Linked DNA regions of Mus musculus: region 1 is linked to region 2. Evidence: chromatin contacts called from public Hi-C data. All regions are on one chromosome and are shown on one strand. Each heading gives the region's core, a stretch centred on a gene start, on an enhancer-like site or on the middle of the called end of the contact. The rest is flanking DNA. Distances are from core to core; before and after follow the strand shown.

Evidence for each region. Hi-C and Micro-C count contacts between places; a contact is called where the count stands out from the background.
Region 1: a Hi-C map of stem cell-derived neural progenitor cells shows a contact between it and region 2, with 4 times the contacts expected there. The contact joins the promoter of Cyp24a1 here to the enhancer-like site in region 2. A contact is called at or near these places in 5 of 484 Hi-C or Micro-C datasets (the G1E-ER4 cell line, nephron progenitors and stem cell-derived neural progenitor cells) and 2 of 115 datasets of contacts at active chromatin or transcription factors (embryonic stem cells and pancreatic cancer cells).

Annotation. Positions count from the first base shown.
Region 1 is chr2:170,494,850-170,499,269 of GRCm38.p6, reverse strand. It overlaps Cyp24a1 (cytochrome P450, family 24, subfamily a, polypeptide 1), which reads left to right and starts at 2,125. Exons shown (of 12, transcript NM_009996.4): 1 at 2,125-2,753; 2 at 2,906-3,096; 3 at 3,853-3,946. The coding sequence starts at 2,496. It also overlaps a transcript of Pfdn4 not described here.
Region 2 is chr2:170,285,915-170,290,019 of GRCm38.p6, reverse strand. It overlaps the pseudogene Gm14270. Among named protein-coding and RNA genes, the nearest start is that of Gm34542, 31 kb to the left of the region's middle. Within about 2 kb of position 2,374, at least 141 of the 459 cell types and tissues checked have an H3K27ac peak or open chromatin away from gene starts, as enhancers often do. A contact at or near this core is called in nephron progenitors and stem cell-derived neural progenitor cells, where this site is marked.

The DNA of each region.
Region 1 (4,420 bases), core at 876-3,375, 210 kb before region 2:
TTTGCAGCATCCAGGCACAAGTGAGAAGAGATGCGGAAATAACACCTCCCTCTAAGGATGCATGCTCTCTGCCACTCTCTGCCACGTACCCAAACGAGAAAGTTCTGATCCCACCCTCCTCTGGGGCACATCGTCATGGAAGGAATACTTCCATCGCCATGGAAGAGAGTGATATGATTGGCCAGGTGATGTTAGGCATGGTGAAATAAACCATCAGCCAACACTCTAGAGGTGGAAACAGGAGGATGAGGGGTTTGAGCTAGCCTGGGCTATGAGACTGTCTCAAGAAAGCAATAGAAATAATGATACATATGGATGTCGATGCTGAAGAGTCAGGCTGGGTTAGAAACTGGGATCCAAATGCCATTGGGGCTACTAATGTCTGTGACAATGGGCAGGGGGGTGGGGGTGGGGTTACGGTTCTTTCACGTGTTTTTGATGTTGAGCTGAAGTGAAATTTGTCTCCTGGCACATACACAGCAGAGAGCTGCCTTGTCTGGCCTCAGTAGGAAAGGATATGCCTAATCCTGCCAGAGACATGATAAACCACGAGGGTGGGGGTGGGGGGTATCCTCTCAGAGGTGAAGGGGAAGTGGAGGGAGGAAGTGTGAGGGGATGGGGGAGGGGGCAGCATTTGGGAGGTAAATACATAAATAAATTATCAATCAATAAATAAGTATTGGAGTGAAATTCCAGTTTTGTCACAGGCTCTTGAAAGTCTAACATATGGTACTTTCACATGGCCTACAGTGCACTACATATATTATAAAATGTATGTTTCACAGAAACACAAGAGACTACATGAACTTATAGTGCATGCCGTATACACGACAGTGCATATTAACATTGATCTAGTGGATTTCATATAAATTATTGCATATATGCAGTTTTTGTTTGTTTGTTAGCACGACCTCTTAGGGGAAATTCGAGACGACAGTATTGGAGCACAAATCACAAATTTGCAAAAGCCTTTCCAGAAGCAGACAGGTGTTTACGGAAGACTTTGCTATTGCTTGGGTCACAGTAACCTTCGGTCAGGTGACTGGAAAGCCGAGGAGGAAAGTCTCTGCCTCCTGCCTGGTTGCTGGCGCTTGGCATTGGAACAGCAGGAAACAATATGAGTCACTTTAAATCAGTGAAGACCAATTTCCTTTCCAGAATTAGGAAAGTGAGCTCTAATCTATCCAGATACAAAAGCAAGGGTGCATCTGTGGCTAACTCTGCCTGCTTTAGGGAGAAAGTGGGGGCGCTTAGGAATCGGTGGGTGCCTCTGCTCTGCGAAGGGTGGGCGGTGTGCAAGAAGGAAAGGCTTAAGGGGACATTGGGAAGCACTCCAAAGGAACCAAGCCATGCCCTCAAGGCACTCCACAGTCTCCCGCAGAACTAAAGCCACTAGCATCCTTTGTTGAGGACATACACCTGTGTACGTGCATTCATTTATTCGGTTCCCTAACAACCCAACCCGAAGCATCGAGGAATCTGGTAAGGAAATTCTGCAAATCGCATTGGGCTTTCTTGCCTAGCTTAAGACCCTGGGTAAGAAAATTATCTCCGCCCCCCCCCCCCCCCCACTTGTTGGTATATCCTAGTAAGTTTCAAATCCTCTCTTCCTTCAGAGGCTCAAAAAGGCAACATTCATCCAAAGGAAGTCCAGCTCAGGCTACGAAAACTTGTCTCCCGGGATGTTGGGAGGCAGGCTCGCTCTCCACTCTCTTGGCAAGCGCGGGCGGTCTTCCGCACTGTCCTCAGGAACCTTGCCCGCCCTGAGTGGCGATTGTGCAAGCGCAGCCTTGGGCTCCTGCAAGGCCGGCTGCAACCTGCAGGAGGAGGGAGAGGAGGCGTGCTCGCAGCGCACCCGCTGAACCCTGGGCTCGACTCGCCTTTCTCAGGTTATCTCCGGGGTGGAGTCCACCACGGTGCGTCCGCCGGGCCAGCAGCGTGTCGGTCACCCGAGGCCCCGGCGCCCTCACTCACCTCGCTGACTCCATCCTCTTTCCACACCCGCCCCCCGCGTCCCTCCCATCCTTGCCAGTCGGTCCCCCTCCGCCCTTATTCAGCGTGCTCATTGGCCACCTCCAGCATGCCCTGTTCCCATAAATACGAGGTCCCTAAGCCCGGGAGCTCGGGGAGGCACAAGGAGGTACATCAGACCTGGCGGCATCCCTTCGACCCTCCTTGACCCCTCGTGGCTTTAGACCTTAGAAGTCAAATTTGCAAAGCCACAGAGTACTCGGGCCAAACCCCGGCCGCTCTTCCCCAGCCACTGTGGCCAGCTCAGGGCAGGGACCTGCGCCCTAAACAACTGCACCTTGCAGCATCCCTGGGCATCTGCCTCTTCCAAGTCCATCCTGTTGTACAGTATTTTACCACACCCGCGGCTTCTGTTTGCCTCTCTTCCCCAAATCGCCAAAACTTCAGAACCCAACAGCACTTCCGAAATACCTTACCCATTTCAGTCCCTACTGCTCCTCGAGTGTCACGGGTCGCCTGCTACTATGAGCTGCCCCATTGACAAAAGGCGCCCCCTGATCGCTTTCCTGCGCCGGCTGCGGGACCTCGGGCAACCCCCAAGGTCCGTGACATCCAAGGCGCACGTGAAGCGTGCGCCAAAAGAGGTGCCCCTCTGCCCGCTGATGACCGACGGTGAGACTCGGAACGTCACCTCCTTACCTGGACCCACCAACTGGCCACTGCTGGGCAGCCTACTGGAGATTTTTTGGAAAGGTGGCCTGAAGAAACAGCACGACACACTGGTAAATAGTTTGTTTCCTAATCACCTATTGTCCCCTGTTCCCTATTCCTTCCGGTCGGGGTGGCAGGGGGAGCTCAGGTCAGCAGCTCGAGGCAGAAGCGCCCGGGGCACCTGAGGATGCGCGCTGATGGCATTTGGCCCGCCCCGCTGCAGGCAGAGTACCACAAGAAGTATGGCCAGATTTTCCGGATGAAGCTGGGCTCCTTCGACTCGGTGCATCTGGGCTCGCCGAGCCTGCTGGAAGCTCTGTACCGCACAGAGAGCGCGCATCCCCAGCGGCTAGAGATCAAACCCTGGAAAGCCTATCGGGACCATCGCAACGAAGCCTACGGGCTGATGATCCTGTGAGTCAGTCCCCTCTGCTGGACGGAGACGATGGGAGGCTGGACGTGCGGGACAGTGGGGAAGGGGAGTCGTTAGAGTTCCCTGGGACGTATGGACAACGAATATAAAGCCCCTGCTCTACCTAGAGCTGGTGCCATCCTGAAATTGTGCTGTAGAGAGTGGGTTCCCCTCACAAGCTATTCAGTGAAGGGATGCACACATGCTGCCTCCCCCAACAGGACACATCAAAAGCACCATGCCCGCTTTATTTGGGCTTCACCTTCCAGGTGTCGTCTTGGGCAAGACTTAACCCTAACGTCAAACCAAATATTTTAACGTTGTTTGACAATTTTATACGTGTTTATAATGTATTTCCGGTCGCATTCATCACTCAGTGCCCTCTCTGATACTCCCACCCACTCCTATTGAGATTCTCCCTTGTCCCAACAATTCTCTCTCCTATTTTCATGTTGTTTTTATTTTGTGTTTATAACTCCCTGAGTTTGCTCGCATGACCATAGGTGGGGGTCATTTAGAGCACAGACATCTTGTCAGAGCCTACACCACTGAGGAAAATAACTACCATAAACTATCAGCTCACGGAGAGACACAGTGAGCCTCTTTCGGGTCAGTGATGGCTGATGGCGGCCGCGAATATTCATTGAGAGCTAAGATTCCTGAGACTTTTCCAGGCGATCTTCAGGGTTAGTTTTTGCGCTCCCCGAATCACTGCGCAGCCTCTTTCGTGGTGCTCTAAGCATACCCCTTCTCTGCAGGGAAGGACAGGAGTGGCAGCGGGTCCGCAGCGCCTTCCAAAAGAAACTCATGAAGCCCGTGGAAATCATGAAGCTGGACAAGAAAATCAATGAGGTTTGTGCACTGGGGCCAGCTTTCCTGCGGCTCTCTGCGACAGAGAGCTGTTAACCGGGGGACTTTGGGTCACAGCTCTAAATACAAAGGGAAAAGAATTGTGGATCATGGGTGGTTGAAGGGAGATGCTGTCTCTCTCCGCCTTTCATTCCTTCCTCTTCCCGCAAACTCATCTGCTCCAAATCCTAAAGTAATCCCACCGAGGGAACAGTTACAAGCTTCCTGGGCAGTTCCAAGGCTTCCACCAGCTAGCAGTGAGACCGGGCTGTGTTATTTAACTTCTCGAAGCCGATTTCCCAGTCTTTAGAGCCCCTAGTCTACAGTACTGAATGTGATGCCTGCTTCTAAGAGCCCTAGGCGGCAACACTTGAGGCGGGGACAGGGGTGGCAGGAGCGGGGAGGCTTTGCATTTGTAATAGGAATACAGTGGTAAAGAATCTGGGCGCGGGGTGGGGGATGGGGGCATGTTCCTGT
Region 2 (4,105 bases), core at 1,125-3,624:
AGCACAAAGGAATAAATGAAATAAAATTTAAAGGTAATGTCTTGTAGAGGTGTACTCGGTCACTCACTCCAGAAATCATAGAGCGCCTCGTGAAATGGACATTGATGTTTTGATGGTATACGGTCACTTTCGTCTGTGGAGGACTAAGTCAATGTACTTCGGGGATGTAAGCGAAGGTACTGGGACAAGTTTTCCCGCTGCCTCTAAAACACTCACCAGTGGGTGGGGCACTGTGCTAGGAGGAATGGAAGACTAGGAAGGGGGTGGGGGGAGACCCAGCCTGCGTGCTTTCCTTTGGTAAAGCTCTCTGTGCCTCTCCTGGAACCTGAGGGCTACTGGTTAGACTCCTCCTCCTTCTCGCTCTCCACCTTTCACTGTTTCAGTTCCAGTTCTACAGATTCTGCTTAAAATACTTATTTTAGAACAGGTCTTTTTTTTTTTTTTTTTTTTTTTTTTGAGTGTCTTCCTTTTCAAGGAACCTGAGGGCAGATTGTTCTAGAACACAGGTGTTCAGCCTAAGGGAAGCTCTCCTCACTCTCCAGGATGTTTGGCTGTGCAGAAAGGCTTTTTTTTTTCTTTAATTGTCTTGACTGTTACAGCAGCAACTGATATCTAGTGTGGCCTTTAACACAGAGGATGGGTTCTGCTCGCACCACCAAGAAGAACCCTCCATCCCATAATGTTCAGGATGCCAAAAGTAGAATCCTGGGTGTAGAAGCAGGGGTAGAAATGGGGAAGGGGAAAGAGCATGAAGAACATTGCTTATGAGCCTAAGATGTCTGTGGTACCTCCTACCTGGAAACAACAGGATGACGTCCGCCTCTTTTGGTGCTAGGTCCCTTCATTCTCCCGGCTACTCTAATACACTTTAATTCTGAGTGTCTGGCTTCAGCATTAGGCCACTGCACAATACGTAAGATACAGGGGAAGCTGGAGGGCCCATTGAATCCTGAGGCACAAGCGCAAGAAGATAAGGTTTGGAAAAGACTCAAACCCTTGACTTAATTTATTAGCAACAGGCTCATCTGCATACAGCATCCGGGAACAAAGCGAACTTCCCCTTGGAATCTTTTGTTTCCAGATCAGTGAGAAGCAAAGGCTATGGCTGACCCCTTAGAAGATAGGCCATTTAAAACACAAACGGAAGCACACACTTAGGAGTCCTGTACGCATCCTATGAAGGGCAAGAGAGCCTTTATGAGGAATAGCCAAGTATGACTTTGTGTTTTTTAAATGTTCGTCTCCCTGTAAAACAAGAACTCAGAGAGTCCGAAACCCTGCAATTTCTGAGTCTTCTGGAAACATCGACACTAGGCCTCTTAGCACTGGAAAGATGGTTGTCTGGCGCCAAGATCAGTTCCACCCCAAAGGAACTGTTTTTGCAGTGTTTCAGCCACAACCGGGAGAGTTCACTGAACACCGAGCTTTGTGTCGCTCAAATCCTGATCCAGGTTTCTTCCACAAAACACCGAGAGCACACAGCCTGGCCGGAAGCAGGAGCTAGGAGAGAAGTGTTGGAGTCCGGCGCTCCAAGGTAGAAGCGCTTCAGATGCTAACCCAGGAAGTCTGAGGTGCCTGTGTGCTGTAGCAGTCCCCTTAAAATGTCCCGGGGCTTAGTTTTGCAGTAATCTCTTTCCGGGGCTCTGAAGCGTCATGGCAATTCTTACACTAACACAGGAGTGCTTTAGTGAAATAGAGACACCCAAGGAAGCAATCGAAGCAAGCTCCTCCCCCTGGTCCCCTTTATCACTCCATCCTCACTCTGGTCCCCCCCCCCCCCCCCCCCGTTTCTAACTCCACCTTGCCCAGTCCCTTCTGGTGTCCCAGGGGCCAGCGAGAGGAGAGTCTCCAAGAAGTCTGCAGAAGCTAATACATTCTCTGATACACTGTATGTTTCCCTTCCTTAGTTTGCGGTTTAACCCACCAGCGGCAATCCTCTCCTGAACAAGACAACATGGCAGACATCAACTAAATAGTTTTGTTAGAAACAAGAAAACAACAAATTCAAGATGAAAAGTTATTTAAATCTCTAGGTCTCCCTTTTTTCCTCTCAAACACAAGGAGAACTTGGGAAGCGGGGGGGGGGGGGGGGGGGGGGGGGGGGGTTCTCTTTTTTCCCTACAGTCCCAGGTTGCTAGTTGCTATTCAGTACTGGCCTGATCCAACAGAAAAAGGAAAAAGAAAAGAAAGAAAGTTGCCCAACCGGTTTGGCTGCTTCGGCCGGCTGGAGAGATGTCAGCCGCAGCTTATCTCTGTGCGCTACAGCTTGGGCATTCTTCTAAGTAAACGGTCACCATTTCAATGCTATCCCATCCTTTCTACTGTGAGCTTTGAATTCGACTGTCTTCAGATTAAGCCGCCTCCATGGCAACAGGCTGGCCACACTGCCCTGTCCACCCCCACCAGACCTTTCTGTGGCCACAGGGAAGGGGCGGGGGAGTACTTGGCGACACTCGCCAACGAGACCTTGGCTCTCTTTTCAGATCGTAACCGAATTGAGAAACGTACTCTGGGTCCCGGTGGATCGGGACTTTTCTCGTCCCCTGCACACGGTGAATTCGACACCCACTCGCGCGCATCTATCTCTGCATTCAGCAAGTGGATCAGGGCTCTCCCTCTCGAGCCTTTCTGCTCCAACGCTCGCTATAAACAAAGCGCAGAGGAAGTCAAATCAAACTTTCCCTGGCTCCTTTTCTTCTCCCAGTTCAGACTGAGCCAACTTTCTTTGGATGCCTTTTAAAGGCCGTTCCTAACTCAAAGGCGGAACCCTGTTGCTTTTATTTTTATTTTTCCTTTTTCTTCTTTATCTGTAATATCAAAGCTTTCCCCCAATAGTGTGCTCACCCACGCCCAAAGCAGCATTGCTCTGGAAGTTAGGAACAATAATAAGAAGCTGTTAGGTGAGAGTGTTTAAACCAAATGATTCCTTTATCATTACACACTTGCCAAACTGCCTTTCCCTCCTGCAGTCTCCGGGCTAAAATACAAACAAGAGAGCAGTAACAGCCTTTGCTCCGACAATAGCTGAACCTCGATGGGCACTTCCAGAGTGCCAGTTAGCAGCCAAGGGGAGGGGTTAACAGTGATTCAATTAAGGTTGTCCGCGCAAGACATACTCCAGACAGAATGGAGTCGGCTTATCTGTCTCATCTGCGGATACTACTGTAAAAATCACATATAATTAGGCCCTGCCTGGAGTGGAAACTACTGGAAGTGTTATCATTAGCTTGGAAGATTTCATCTCTGGGTTTCTCCGAGGGCCCTGGGAATGAACATTTTAGAACCAGAGGCACCTGATAAGTCGGGGAACATACTTAATGAAACCGTTCCTGCCACCCAGTTAAAAAAAAAAATGCCCTCAGTGGACAGAAGCGAGAGAGGAGAGATACGCAATTCGTGGCCGGAGGAGGCTGCTTTCCTTGTGTCCTTATGTTAATTCTTGCCAGCACGACCATGGCGTGCTTCACCTTGCTTGCCTTTGCTGATCTCATCTACACACAGGTGGGTGATCAGTTTTTTGGCACAGACCTACCCTGTCATAAAATGTATGAAAGCCGTAAACAAGGCCAGGCTACTTCCTGAGTCTCTGGTCTCTCTTCTGCTATGCGGATTGGAAACCACATGGACAAGCCAGGCATAGGGGGCCCTGCCTCGAATGCTAACATTTAAGAGGCAGAGGCAGGGGGATCTCAGATTTGAAGCTGGCTTGTGCTATATAATGAGACCAAAACCACAAGTGGGAAAACAAGCTTGGCTGGCATAGAGAGAAAGGTCTTACTTGATCCATGTGTGACTCACGTTAGGTTCTCGGTAAAAGAAAGTACAGCCAAGCTAGAACCACACAGCAGTGGACAGCTTACTGTAGGATCCGAGGCAGGAAGATTGAAAGTCTGAAGGCAGCCTGTGTTACACATAAAACAAACAAACAAACAACAACCACCCAGCTGCTCTTTTTTTTTTTTTTTTTTTTAGCATAAATAAAGGCTTTATTGGTCAATTTGGATGAATGACAGACTGGCATAAGCTCAATTAATTGTTTCACACATTTAAGACCCTGGGATGACAGACAGAGCTAAGCTTATTGGCAATGGGCAACAGGAAGGGA